Linked DNA regions of Hordeum vulgare: region 1 is linked to region 2. The links are chromatin contacts, called in public Hi-C maps. All regions are on one chromosome and are shown on one strand. The core of a region is the stretch at or near the end of the contact, and the rest is flanking DNA. Distances in the headings are between cores, read along the strand shown.

What was found. A called contact is a pair of places that touch in the nucleus more often than the background predicts.
Region 1: a contact with region 2 is called in a Hi-C map of seedling, with 2.2 times the contacts expected there. The contact joins two enhancer-like sites. A contact is called at or near these places in 3 of 6 Hi-C or Micro-C datasets (leaf and seedling).

Annotation. Positions count from the first base shown.
Region 1 is chr5H:503,816,987-503,824,361 of MorexV3_pseudomolecules_assembly, forward strand. It overlaps LOC123397049 (DNA damage-binding protein 2-like), which reads left to right and starts at 6,739. Exons shown (of 3, transcript XM_045091753.1): 1 at 6,739-6,860; 2 at 6,941-7,061; 3 at 7,229-7,324. The coding sequence starts at 6,778. The coding sequence ends at 7,324. Within about 2 kb of position 2,670, at least 3 of the 3 cell types and tissues checked have open chromatin away from gene starts, as enhancers often do. A contact at or near this core is called in leaf and seedling, where this site is marked.
Region 2 is chr5H:503,729,676-503,736,284 of MorexV3_pseudomolecules_assembly, forward strand. No RefSeq gene overlaps it. Among protein-coding and RNA genes, the nearest start is that of LOC123400150, 17 kb to the left of the region's middle. Within about 2 kb of position 1,431, at least 3 of the 3 cell types and tissues checked have open chromatin away from gene starts, as enhancers often do. A contact at or near this core is called in leaf and seedling, where this site is marked.

The DNA.
Region 1 (7,375 bases), core at 1,420-3,919, 89 kb after region 2:
AACCCTTTATCACGTTAGAGAGTCAATGGATCGACCAGTCATGCAATCTCGTATCAGATGTCAGGAATCTTTACGTTTTTCATGCAAATCAAACGTTACGAATGCTGGCGTCATCAAAAGAAACCAGGTTTGATTTTTTTTCTTTTAAAAATAAGATCATTTCCCAAATTTGTTAGGTAAAAAGGTCAAACGAAAAATTTGTCCACGCAAGAGAAGGCAACTTGGCCACTACCAGCACCACCCAAGTCCTTGCTCAAAAACAAAAGCACCACGCCAAGTCCCAAACCAGCAAGTTTATCAAACACTAATCCATTTCCAACGAAAAGATGAATACAGAAAATGCATAATCTACAGCGATTGCACCTGCCGGGTCAGCCCAAGGGATGTGATCAACGAAAACGTATCCCAGTTCGAGGTGATGTTGTAGGCTGCTCTCGCTGATCAGACTGTGCTATTGCAAGGTTGTATGGCGTGAGTTGGGAGTTTTTTGGAGCGAGCCAAGACTGTTTTGAGTAGACTCTCCTTTATACCAGTTATGTTGCAGACCACTCCAACATCTAATCCTCCTTGTGTGTCAGGTGCTTTCTATGCGGAGGACAAGGGGGGTGGAGTTATTTGGTTGTTTCTTCCCTCACGGTGGAGTCAATTCATCATTGACGTCTACCTCGCCTCCTACGTTGTCTTCCAGTGAGCTCTGGTGCTGCAGATCATGCCTGGGCTCAGGGAGCTATGTTTGAGTCTAACACGAGAGTATGAAGGTGGACTCATCAGTGACTTCGTGTGAGGGGCATGATTCATCTTTGTCAGGTGTGCATCTGGAGGCGTCCGAGTCCTATGGACCTGAGGTTCCTATGCTTGAGGCTATTGATGAGGACGGTGTGTTGGCATCTTCCAGCCACTTGGTTGACAACAACTACGTCCGCAACTACAACAAGACTAATGGTTGTTTCTTGAAGGAGAAATCAAACATGAGCAACGGTAAGAAGTGTAACACCAAAGGAAAGGCGTCCTCGATTCATGATGGATAGTGCTATGACTCTGGTGTCGTCACCGTGGATTTCATTTTTTGGGTTTGTGTTGTGGGTTTGGATGTGTTGTGTAGGTATTGAGAGCAATGGTTGTTAGGTGTTGGAAGCATTGGACAGGCTGTCTAAGTGATCGTACTGTTTTATGCTTTGTGAGTATAACTTTGAGGGTGTGTGTATCGATTTTCATCTGGTTCTTCATAAATTAACAGAGTATTTTTTTTCTTTTTAATTAATCGATGAGGCAATTTTTTTTGTCTTTGTTTAAGAAAAAACGTATCCCGGCGCGACAGGACGCGGGACTGATGAATCGCCGAGGATGCAGCAGCCGCCACTTGCAAACCAACGGCTGACCGGAGTTCCATCTTTGCAAATGCACCCCAAGTTGACAACCTGCCTGAGCCTCAACAACCCATGGTTTGCAAGAATCTGGCGCTAGCTCTCGCCAGGACCGGCCAAACTAAAACTTAAAAGATAGCAATACCAGCGAAGCTGTCTCCCCCGCGGTCAGATCAAATGTCCAAAATACAGCCAAAGTCTCCCGAGTTTTAAATTTACTCCTGCTCGAGATAGAAAGTGGCCACTGACGGCGACTGTCCGGAAGACGGCGCGGACGTCGGGACAAACAAATGCAGACGATTTTGATCTCACCAGGCAGCAAACCGCCCCTCGCTTTGCCGGGCGTTCTTCATAATAATAATAAGAAGAAGAAGAAGTGCGCCCTTTCGGTGCTCCGGAAGCCGCTTGCCACCCACGATCGTAATTTTCAGACATACTGTAGTGGATGAGTGGATCACGATCGGTAGGACGTGATCCGGCTAAAGCCATCGATAGATAGATGGTCTCGTTCACCCGCCTAGCAAGAAAAGATCTCCCGCATGTGCATCCGCCTCTTCAGATGAGATTGCAACACATCCTTTTACGTTGTCCTGCTAGTGGCCTGGCTACTTCCACGTTGAAAACATCCTTTTTCTTTCATTTGCAGCCTGTATATGCTGCTGGCAACAGACCCACGCGCACATCACACGTCCCTTCGAGTGCAAGACTCACAGAGACAACGAATGGATGGATCCAAAGAAAACTTGTGTACGGTGACCGTCACGGTATGAACCCTAGCTGCTAGCTGGTGAGCAGACATTTTTTCTTCCTTTTCTTTTCTTTCAATCAATAACATAAAGAGTGGATGACTCAGTTCTCGCGATAGCTAAGACCACCCCTCGAGCATTCCAATAGTCCTGCCCGTTCTATAGTAACTAATTGGTTGATAACACAACACTCGATCGATCGCCGCCAGACATGAACCGGAGTGGTGGTACTACATGTGAGCACGAAGCAGCTACCAATCATCCAGCTATTCCTAATCCTAATCGAGCGATGAACAGAATCTCTTAACCGCACGCAACTCCGTTCGATAATTGCTGGGTAATCAAGCAGCAGGGAGTCATACGTCTGACACTCAAGTCGACGGCAAGCTAGGGCTATCCGTTCGCGGTGAGCTATCGGCGTCGACCGCTTGCCGCAGCTTAGCTGCCTCTGAGTGCATATCTTATCAGCCCGATCGGGACGTCTATGGCCCCGGTCTGATAAGCCGTCTGGGTTCTCCATGTTAATTGTAGCTACTCAAGCCAGCACGCCTCTGTAAGCTGTAGGCTGTACTAGCTACTACTACATGTGGCTCAGTCCGTTTCCGATGAAGATGACGGTCTTTGGTACGTACGTACGGCGCCTGAACCTGATGCCTGACCGGTCATTGCTTTGTCCCCGTTATGTGCAAATCTCGAACGCAGACGGGACCAGCTAGCATGCATACCATCCGTCCAAAACAGTCGGTGTCTGTCTGGTTCGAGTGCGGCTGGAGAGGCACACATAGACGGCCGCAGTGTCGTTTCGTGGCACGATCGGTGGAGTCTCACCGGTGCACGCATGTGTCGCGTCAGTCCGATGGATCAGACCGGCACGCTTGGCTTGACTCATTTGTCTGTGCTTATAGGCAAAATGCACACAATTGATCATGCATAAAATTATTTCACAAACTGAGTCATGCTTTAAAAAAATATTATTTTACAAACTGAGTCACGCTTTAAAAAAATTCACTCAACTGACCTTTTTATGTGCGGCTCAACTGGCAGACGCCATATTACACTATGTAACGTTTAAGTTAAAGACGCACACATACTATCAGACTGGCGCCTCGTGTCAAGGTCCAACCCCACTCTCGCAGTATGGTGCCTAAGGCCAACTCCACTGCACGACCCTAAATGGGCATCCGATTTGACCGGATTTTGTCCGTTTGAGACAGCAATGCCCATGTCCGCCTCTGTCGATTGGGTCGTGTGTGCGCCCACCACGCGGCCGCACCCCTAGTCATGTCGCGTTGGACTTGATTAAAAAATAAAAAAACTCAACTAAAAATAAATAAAAGCAGTTAAAAAACCTAAAATATAATAATATTAACATTAAAAACGGCCCAGTTTTCACGGCCACAAAACGGCCCAGTTTGACATAATTAATATAAAAAAAAAGTCCGTCGTTGCCGTCGCAGTCGCCGTCTTCACTGGCCGCCGGTGTCGTCGTCGTCGCCGTTGCTGACGACGTCGTGCTCGTCCCTGAGCCAGGTGTCCGAGAGGGTGGAGTCGGCGGCGCACCTTTCGTTGTAGTATAGGTCGTCGGGGAGGAGGCGGAGGCGGCGCTCGATCTCCTCGCGGCGCGCACGACCGCTCGTCGGCACCGGCGGGATAGGAACGCGGTCGGCGCCACGGGACCGACGTCCTCGTCTCCCAGTAGCGTCGGCCCAATTTTCGCTCATAGACTCATGCATCACCATCCTCTTGAGCATCCAACCATATACTCCATCCGTCTTAAAATAAGTGTCTCAAACTAAATATAATTTTATACTAGAGCTAATATAAAGTTGAGACACTTATTTTGGGACACAGGAAGTATTAGTTTTCCTTTGTACTCCTCTTGGTAAATATTCTAAAGATTTCATCCCTAAGATGTTAGAGAAGCCACTTTTCTTTTCTTTTTTTGGCCAAAAAACAAAAACAACATTGCTTTTTTACTAGAACATTTTCGTTTTAAAACAGCTTTATACTTTCTCTGTTCACAAATATACGGTGTTTTGGGTGTTTCGGTATAGACTACGTACAAACGAAAATGAATAAACAACCATATGAAAACACACTGCCCCGATTCAAAAATGTGTAAAATGTGTCATTGTTTAGTTCAGTACATCTGATTTAGAAAACGCATTAGTGGAATATCCATAAATTTGTTTATATGTATACGTAATAATAAAGGAGCTATTTGCTTCGGACGGTACATTTGAAAATTCCCCCAAAAGTTGCAAAAACATTATCCGTCAACGTCATCTATAAGTGAGAGAAAAAAGTTTCACACAGGGGAATCCCTTGTCTGGCCCGGCCCATGCAGTAGCGACCTCTTATACAGTGTTCTGTGTGCTGGCGAAGATGCATTCCATACGTCTGGCCGGCCCATGTCTTTTTTATATGTTTTTATTTTGTGTTTTTTCTATTTTTAAGAGTTTATGACTTTAAAAAAATCCGAGAATAAAAAGTGGGATTCATTAAACAAAATGTTCAATAAATCATAAAAAGTGTGAATTCAATTTATTTTGCTCATTCAAAAAATATCCAAAATATTAAACAAATGCACAGGAACTCAAAAAATGTACATAAATTTTAGAAGAATTCTTCTATTAGAAAATTTTAACGAAATTTAACAAAATTTCGCCAATTCAAAAAATGTGAATGAAATAAAAATATCCTTAAAATTCAAAAACTCTTGGTGGCTTATAAAATAGTTTATTCATTCATAAAATGTTCGCCGATTCAAAAAATAATCATGAATCTGAAAAATGTTCATTGAGTTCAAAAAAAAAACTTAAATCAAAACAGTTCGGTAATTTCCAAAATTGTTGTACTAATTTCAAAAAAATGTTCGTTGATTCTAGATACGTTCGCCAATTCAAGATTTTCTTGAAAAAATTGTAAATAGTATAAAATTCCCATTAATTCCATTCTAAAAATGTTCTTGATTTTCGAAAAATTATACAAGTGTTCACGAATTTGAAAAAAGCATCACAGCTTCAAATTTGTGCACGTGTTAAAAGAATCTTCATGATTTCACGGAATTAAGGGTGGTAGTATATTTTGGCGATGCATCAAAATGTGGTCCAGATCATCAAAGACTATTAATTTTTTTCTCGCGTTGCAACGCACTGGCCTTTCGTTACTTATATCTCGACCTAATAATAAAGCAAATACGTTTTCTGGTCGTCCGTCGTGGCTGTTTTGCGAAAAAGTTCCTCCGTTTTCGAGCATTCAACCCACAGCCCCTGATTAAGTGAGGGATATGTGGAAAAACGTTTCATATTTGCAAGAAAGCCCCTGCATCTGTAATTTTTTCAGTCGAAATCCTTTGTTTGATCTATCCTCTTCCAGCCGCGTCGGTGCAGGAGAAGGTGAGTGGCGGCGCCCTTGTCGGCGGACTGGAGGAGATCCTCACCGACGGGGGTCACCGGCGTCGAGGTGGCAAGGTGAGGTCGCCACCGCCGCCGGCCCCTCGCTCAGGTACGCCCCCTCCTCTCCTGACCCCATCTCCTCTTTCTCTCTCTCCCCCTCTCTCGCACCTTCCTTCGATCCGTGCTCAGACCCGGCGAGATTTGTTTTCCTCCGAATATAGGGCCCCGACCGAGAAGACGCGCGAGGCGACGGGAGGGCGCCTTGTCGGCGATGACGTGAGGCCGAAGGGGCGGCATGCGGGTGCGAGGAGGGATGGCGTACGGGCACAGGAGGATGAGGAGGCCAGGTTGAGAGGGGTGGCGTACGGGCGCAGGAGGATGTCGGCCGTCGGCTTCCGGCGAGGAGGCGAGGGAGCTCGGGGAGGTCCTGGCGGCGGCGACCTAGCACGCAACCAGGCAGCCGGCGACGGCGCAGGTATGTCCCTTCCCTCTTCCCACCTCATCTCTCGTCGCCCCCTCGCCTTCTTCTCCTTTCGATGCCGGCCTGAGCCGCGCCCCGCCATGGCGGTCGATGGCGGCCAGGACCGCCCCGCCTCAAGCCCCCAGCACGGCGGCAAGGACCAGCACACCCGCCGTAGGCCCCCAGCACGACGGCCAGGACCACCCCGCCGCAGGCCCTCAGCACGACGGCCAGGACCGGCACGCCCGCCTCGGGCACTCCCTTCTTGAGCACCTCATGCCCTCCCTGTTGTTCCTCTTTCTGTGCAGACAAAACTGCTCCACCATGGATCCATGGCCATAGCCTAAATCTTCTTGTCAAACTATAAATCGCTAACGGTGGCTATAGCAGAGGTATGTAGCCCCTTGAAAGCCAAATCACTAACAAGGCCGATGAAATGAACTTGCCCTTGTTCACATATGTGTTTCTCTGTCTGCCACCAAACTGCAAAGCTGTTCTTTTATTCAGTTCATAAGCAGACATCGTTTTTAGCAATGTTTTATTCAATTCATAAGCAGACATCGTTTTTAGCAAAGTTTTAGTTTGTTGGTCTCCCAAAACCAGATGTGGTCTTGCATTCCAGTTCTCAAAAGGGTTCGTGATGGGGTTCCAAAGTTTAGCTTAGCCTAGAATTGCAGCCTTGCAGGCAATCGATTTACTTATATAGTCCGGGCTATAAACTAACTTCATGGAAGATACTTAATTTGAAATGAGAAGTATTTAACATATGAAACACTTATGAATTCAGAATTTTTAGAAGCTGCTACTCCATGATGGGGAATTGGGATTATGTTAAGCTGCATGAGAAGATTACTTATGATTCTGTGCACTCCTACATTGTGAACAGTATGAAGTAAGAGCTTTAGCTTGATGGCTATTATTCGTTCCCTTATCCAAGGATGAAATATGGCAACTTGATATGATCTTATTCAGGTTTGACACTGCAAATGATGGAGTGCTATACACAGCTTCTTCTGATGGGACTATCAGCAGCACAGACTTGGACACTGGAATTGGCTCGCCCTTGTTAAATCTCAACCCAGATGGTTGGAGTGTAAGTTATCTCCATTGCTATCTGATCAAGCTTATATTGCATTTCAATCTTATCTCAACGCTTCTTGTGCTGTGTTAGGCAAACATTTGTTTGCATTGTTTTCTTTTTTTTCTTTTTGCATCCACTTTGGGCTTGATTTAATCAACCCTGATTGTTGCTTTTAACAGGGTCCAAGCACTTGGCGCATGATATACGGAATGGACTTAAACATCGAGAAAGGTCTTCTTTTGGTGGCGGATAGTTTTGGGTTCCTTTACTTGTGAGTAAATGAGCACTCCTAGGAGTTGTTTGATACCTCATGTGAGATTAATAGC
Region 2 (6,609 bases), core at 181-2,680:
GGCAGCGGCGACGCTGGAGAGAAGTCGAGAAGGAAGAGCTGCATCACGTGGAGGTGGTGTCGTGCGTCCGTTCTATTTTCTGGTTTTTCTTTGCATGCATGCGATCTGTTTAGGGCGTGTGATTTTTCTGGTAAGTAACTTATTTACGTAGTGTGGGTTGATTAGAGAAAACACATGGACTTTTTTGTAAACATTAATAACGGACTAAGAATATCTATTTTTTTATGTTTAAACTACTACAAATGCCCATGCGTTACACCGGACGAAAATTAAATAAGGTTACGCTAAATATTTATTTTTAGACCATGAAATTTCGACGTATCCTAACAATGTTTGTCATGACCTATTTCAGCTTCACATTTTCTCCCGGCACAGTTTCTGCCCCGTTCTTGCTGGCAGCCGCAGCCCCCTGTGCCTACATTATGCCATACCAGCTAGCCCTGCATACCGCCGCCACGAGTTGGCGAGCACCAAAACAGTCATGAAAGCCACTGTGCAAGCTCCTGCTCGCCCCGAGCGGCAATCCACCTGTAGCCGCACTGGACGTGCAGACCACGTCCACCTTCACCATCTTGCCGATGACATCCAGCGCCTTCGAGATGATATAAAGTGGATACGTGCCTGATTTATTCCCCATCTATTATCTATAATCTGAATATTAATGAAGCTTTGGGTTGTAGAAGAAATCCCTGTCCTTTCGTTTCTATCCCAGGTGATCAGGGTTACTAATTCCTTCCAATGCAGTTTGCTTTCTTTTCCGGACTGGAATTCAGCGTGTGACAGTGTAACTCTGCAATATACGAACCCAATGAAACGTGTGGAGAAGTGTTAACACTTTTTTATGAACTATGAGTTGACTCTCCATGAAATATGAGGGGTTTTGTGCAAAAACACGACGGAATAATAATACCTATTTATTTTATTATTAGGTATAGAAGTTATGATATCTGGCTAATGATCGAAGTAGTACTATTTCGTCCATCCCATAATATAAATGTGTTTTTAATATTATAAGACAAATGAGATAGTTTCGAAGGTAAGGCTGGTTGTAGTGGGTAATGCATATGATACTAGTGTATGATACCACATCCGTAATGTATAGTATCATATGTTAGTATCATAGTGTAATTTATTTATTATCATGCGAGATACATAGTAGCACATCATTTAATATGATACGGTATCATGATATGATACTTAACCCTTTCTTTTTTAATTTAATTCTATGTCACCTCATCAAAAATGCTTAGTTGGCATGCATGATACTACCTATGATATTTAACAGCCTAAGACGCGTAGGCGACAAAACAACTCTTGAGCACTTGAATAGTCAGTCGCGTCCTGTCTTAATTAATTGGTTGACAATGCTTTTTGCGTTGTGTACTGTGGTACGCGATCAATCGCCGCCAGACAGGAAACCAGAGTGGTACATGTGAACCGCCTGTACCAATCGACCAGTTATTGCTTCAGCCTCAACCCAGCCCGGAGCGCACATCTGACCCTACCGTCCTTTTTTTACTTCGTATGTAAAATTGATTAGAAATTAAATTTTATAAGGAAAAGCAGGTGTTCAACCCATTGATTTTTTTCTTTTACATCCGCCGCGTCCTGTGTTTTGTCACGCGTCTTGATTACGTCCACGCACCGCATTTCTCCTTCATCCTTATTCCTTAGAACCCTCGCCACTAATGCGTTTTTATAGCTAGTTTCATTCATGCAATTGGTCACATGTTTTAAAATCAAACCCCAACAAGTGGTATATTGCAGATCAACTAAAAGGTAACTCCGTTGACGATGGCCTCCCCAATTATGGCGGAGCGACAAGGCTGGCTGGGCCTAAATGGTGGCCATCGACGTCGCCCACGTATTGACAGGAAACGACGCAACCTTCCCAAGCGGACGAGGCACACCCCCCTTGCCGCCTCCGCCGCGGTGCGAGCCCAACGAAAACCAGTACGACGAACCATGTCCAGGACCAGCGTCGCGAAATCGTCGGCTCCGCCTCACACAACGGAAGCTGCACGTGCCTGCCCCTAAAGAATTCTATAAAATGGCGAAGTTGCAAAATAAAGACGGCAACCGGGCTAGTGTTACTGTTGCAACATCTTTGACTGCAAAAAAAAAGAAACATGTGACATCATCAATGTCGCAAAACTAGGAAAAGTAATCTGCAACACACCTTGCGTTGCAAATAATTTCCTGTAGTATGAGCTTCGTTGCAAAAGTTCTGCAACATTTTCTTTGTTGCAAAAGTTCTGCAACACTTCTTTGTTACGATAGTAAAACCGATGTTGGGTTGTTGGATGTTGTCAGATTTAAATGGCTGCGGAGCTAGTAGATTTTTTAAAAATATTTATCGTCCCACTTTGTTACAAGAAAGGTCTATGTATATTTTCGCAACATGATATTTATTGTAAAAAACAATCTATAACAAACTCTGTTTCAAGAAAATAATCTACAGACATTTCCGTAACATGATCTTTGTTACAGAAAATATTATGTAACAAATTCCGTTGCAAAAAGAACTCTACACACGTTTTCGCAACATTATCTCTGTCACAAAAGTTAAGATGCACATCGTTAGGTCTGGCGGCTAGCGACCTGGCCGATCTTTTAAAAGGATTGGCCGACCGATGCGTAGCAGTGCCTACTTTATAACTTTGTGAAGTTGACAATATTGATGTGGAAATTTTGAACATCTACATTATTAAAGTTATAAATAACATGACATATCTAAGGGCAACTTCAATGGGTCGACCCAAATGGATGGCCATTTTGTCCGTTTGGCTCGTCCGTCGGCATGTCCGTGTCCGCTTTTTTAAATGGATCAGCACGTGCATCCAACGGGAAGCAAGTGGACAGCAGCACTGTAGTAATATAATAATAGAAGAAATGTGGGTGGGGTGGGCCAGCGAATTAAAAAAACGGGCAGATGTGGGTGGGTGGTTGTGTGACAAGTCGGCGAGGCCGGCCACATGCGGACACAGAGAGGGTGCGCGTTCGTCCGCTTCGTGTCCGCGCCGACGCATTTCAGTCTTAAATTTGAGTCAGAAATGGATCGGTAAGGACGCGTTTTGGAAATGGGTCAGCGCGTTCGGCCATCCATTTTGTCCGCGCGAAGCCAAACAAAGGACGACGGATTGAAATGGGTCGTCCATTGAAGCTGCTCTAACGATGTCATTGTTTATAAAGTTGGCCAAACTAGAAAAATCTTATGAGCATATGTGCAGAGTACTACGTATAGTAAGAATGTCCGGAGGGAGTACTTGATTGACGGCATCGCGCACTGTCCCATTGATTGCTAGCCGGCACGTGATGCAGATACGTACGTCGTACATGCAAGCGGCGTATCCGATTGGGACGTCTATGCCCCGGTCCGATAAGCCGTCCGAGTTTTCAAAATGGTGCCACTCAAAGCTGGCACGCCTCTGTAACCTGTGTGCACCCTCTACTGCAGTCTGTTTTCGTTGACGACGGCGGTTATGATATGTGCTACTAGAAGTAGTACTTTTCCTTATTCTTCTTCCTGATCAATCCGCGGTGGGGTGTGTGGACCGTGCATGTGCATGTGTCCCGTTACCAAGAGAATTCCGGTATCTCTTGTGCTACTCTACGATCACCCTCTTGGCATCCGGCCATTATTTTGCTATTCCGTGTGCGTGCTAAATTGTATTATAGAAGTACGTAGTAGTCTTGTACGAGCAGATTTGTTTTGAGCATGGGACCAGCGTATCACAGCACGTCCAAAACAGTCGATGCCTGCCTGGTCAAAGTGTGGTTCGAGAGTTCCCGCAAAAAAAGAAAGAAGGAAAATGGTGTGGTTCGAGAGGGACACAGATGGACGGCCACACTGTTGTTTCATGGATCGATCAATGGAGCCTCACCGGCGCACGCATCCGATGGATCACACCGGCACGCTGGACGCATCATGTCCTATAAGCATCTACACCCAGGACCCATGACCCTCCATACGTCCGGACGAGCGCGATCAATGAACAAACAAGTGATAGAAGAAAATGACACAATCGAATCCGTCATGTCATTTATATATGTCCGAGTTGTTTACGAACCCTCGTATCACTTTCAAATATGAAGAGGATATGAGGGTTTGAGGACGTATTCGGACGCGTCTGATCAATCCGTCACATAGGACGCGACCTCATCTCGGTTCATTGTTTTTTTTTTCTCTTTCTCTTTGTCAATCATGTGTAAGTGATCGAACATATGATTTTTTTTAAAGAATATGACTGTATAAACGAATAAATAAAAGATACATCCGCACACTATTTAAGGAACGAGATTCATAAATTCCGGCTATAGATGTTTTAAGCTTTTACGTCGGTCGGCCTGTGGATCGACGTCGTCGTGTGGCATGGCCTCCTCGATTCTGTCCTAATGCAAAACTTACGTTTACATAAGTGATAAGCTATATTAAAATCAATGAATAAATGCAATAAAATACTAATCCTGTTCTCTTGAGTATAATATAGTACAAAAATCCCACGTGTCCGTTTTTCTAATAAGAAAATAAATCGTCGTCGCAAATTTGGTCAAGCTAAAGATCTCATGATTTTAACGCCGATTTAGCGGTCGGTGTCAATGGAAACCGCAAGCGGATGCCCGCGCGAGCCATGAGTGCAATCACTGTCACGTGGTACCATTGTGTACGATCGCGACGTACGTACGTAATCTTGTACAACCACACACGTACACACACAAAAACCACGCTGCTATAGGGAGAAAATTGTCCACAATCGTCGTGCGTGATATCTATGCAATTCTAACCAAACCCAACTCATGTGGCATTATGGATAAACGAGTGTGCTCATGTGTCATATGCATCGACTCATGCATGTAAGAGCATCTACAATGAAGATCTACAAATCCTCAAACGCCCGCGGACACGATCGAGCACTTCATCAATCGTGTTATCCACATCTGTGTATCTTATATCCGATCTGTCATATCCATCTTAACACACAACATAGATAGAAAGAATGTATATCAACCAGAAATAGAGAATCGAACACATGAATGCATATTCCAATCACCAAAAGATCATCGTTTGATGTTCAAAAGATCGCCACAGTTCATACAATTCACATAAACAACAAACAAATTTAAACTAGACTACTAAAATCTTGAAAATGAAGATGAAGACGGCACACATTGACCACTTCCTCGCTGGCCCTTGCCCTTCGGGTCGTCGACGCAGGTATAGGAGTCGACGGTTGGTGCGGAATCATCTGTGTCGTCCGATGAGGAGCCGTGGTCACTGTCGTCGTCATTGGAGAGGATGACGAGCCCTTTTAGCCGCCGGACCTTACTTTCCTGCTACCGCTTGAGCTAAGCGAGCTGAGCCGCCTCGGCTGCTGCCTCCGCCGCCTTGCGCTCAGACTTCTCAATGGCAATCCCGAGCGCCTTGGCGTTCTTCCAGCGGAGCCACCGCACGTCTGTCCCCGTGGTCGTAAGCGACTACGAGGCGTCCTCGTCGGGCTCCGCCTCGGTCCTGCGGCGGCGACGCATGACTGCTCCTTCTTGTTGGAAATATGCCCTAGAGGCAATAATAAAATGGTTATTATCATATTTCCTTGTTCATGATAATCGTCTATTGTTCATGCTATAATTGTATTGACAGGAAACAGTAATATATGTGTGAATAAATAGATCACAATGTGTCCCTAGCAAGCATCTAGTTGGCTAGCTCGTTGATCAATACATGATCATGGTTTCCTGATCATGGACATTGGATGTTATTGATAACGGGATCACATCATTAGGAGAATGATGTGATGGACAAGGCCCAATCCTAAGCATCGCACTAGATCGTGTTGTTCGTATGCTAAAGTTTTTCTAATGTCAAGTGTCTTTTCCTTCGACCGTGAGATTGTGCAACTGCCGGATACCGTAGGAGTGCTTTGGGTGTATGAAACGTCACAACATAACTCGGTGACTATAAAGGTGCACTACGGGTACTTCCGAAAGTGTGTGTTGGGTTGGTACGAATCAAGATCGGGATTTGTCACTCCGTGTGACGGAGAGGTATCTCTGGGCCCACTCGGTAGAACATCATCATGAGCTCAATGTGACTAAGGAGTTAGTCACATGATGACGTGCTACGGAATGAGTAAAGAGACTTACCGGTAACGAGATTGAACAAGGTATAGGTATACCGACGATCCAACCTCGGGCAAGTTTTATACGGACAGACAAAGGGAATTGTATACGGGATTGATTGAATCCTTGGCATCGTTGTTCATCCGATGAGATCGTCGTGGAACATGTGGGAGCCACCATGGGTATCCAGATCCCGCTGATGGTTATTGGCCGGAGAGTGTCTCAGTCATGTGTGCATGATTCCCGAACCCGTAGGGTCTACACACTTAAGGTTTGTGTTGAGGAACGTCGCATGGGAAACAAAAAATTTCCTACGCGCACGAAGACCTATCATGGTGATGTTCATCTACGAGCGGAGATTTCCGATCTACATACCCTTGTAGATCGCACAACAGAAGCGTTAATAAACGCGGCTGATGTAGTGGAACGTCCTCACGTCCCTCGATCCGCCCCGCGAACCGTCCCACGAACCGTCCCACGAACCGTCCCACG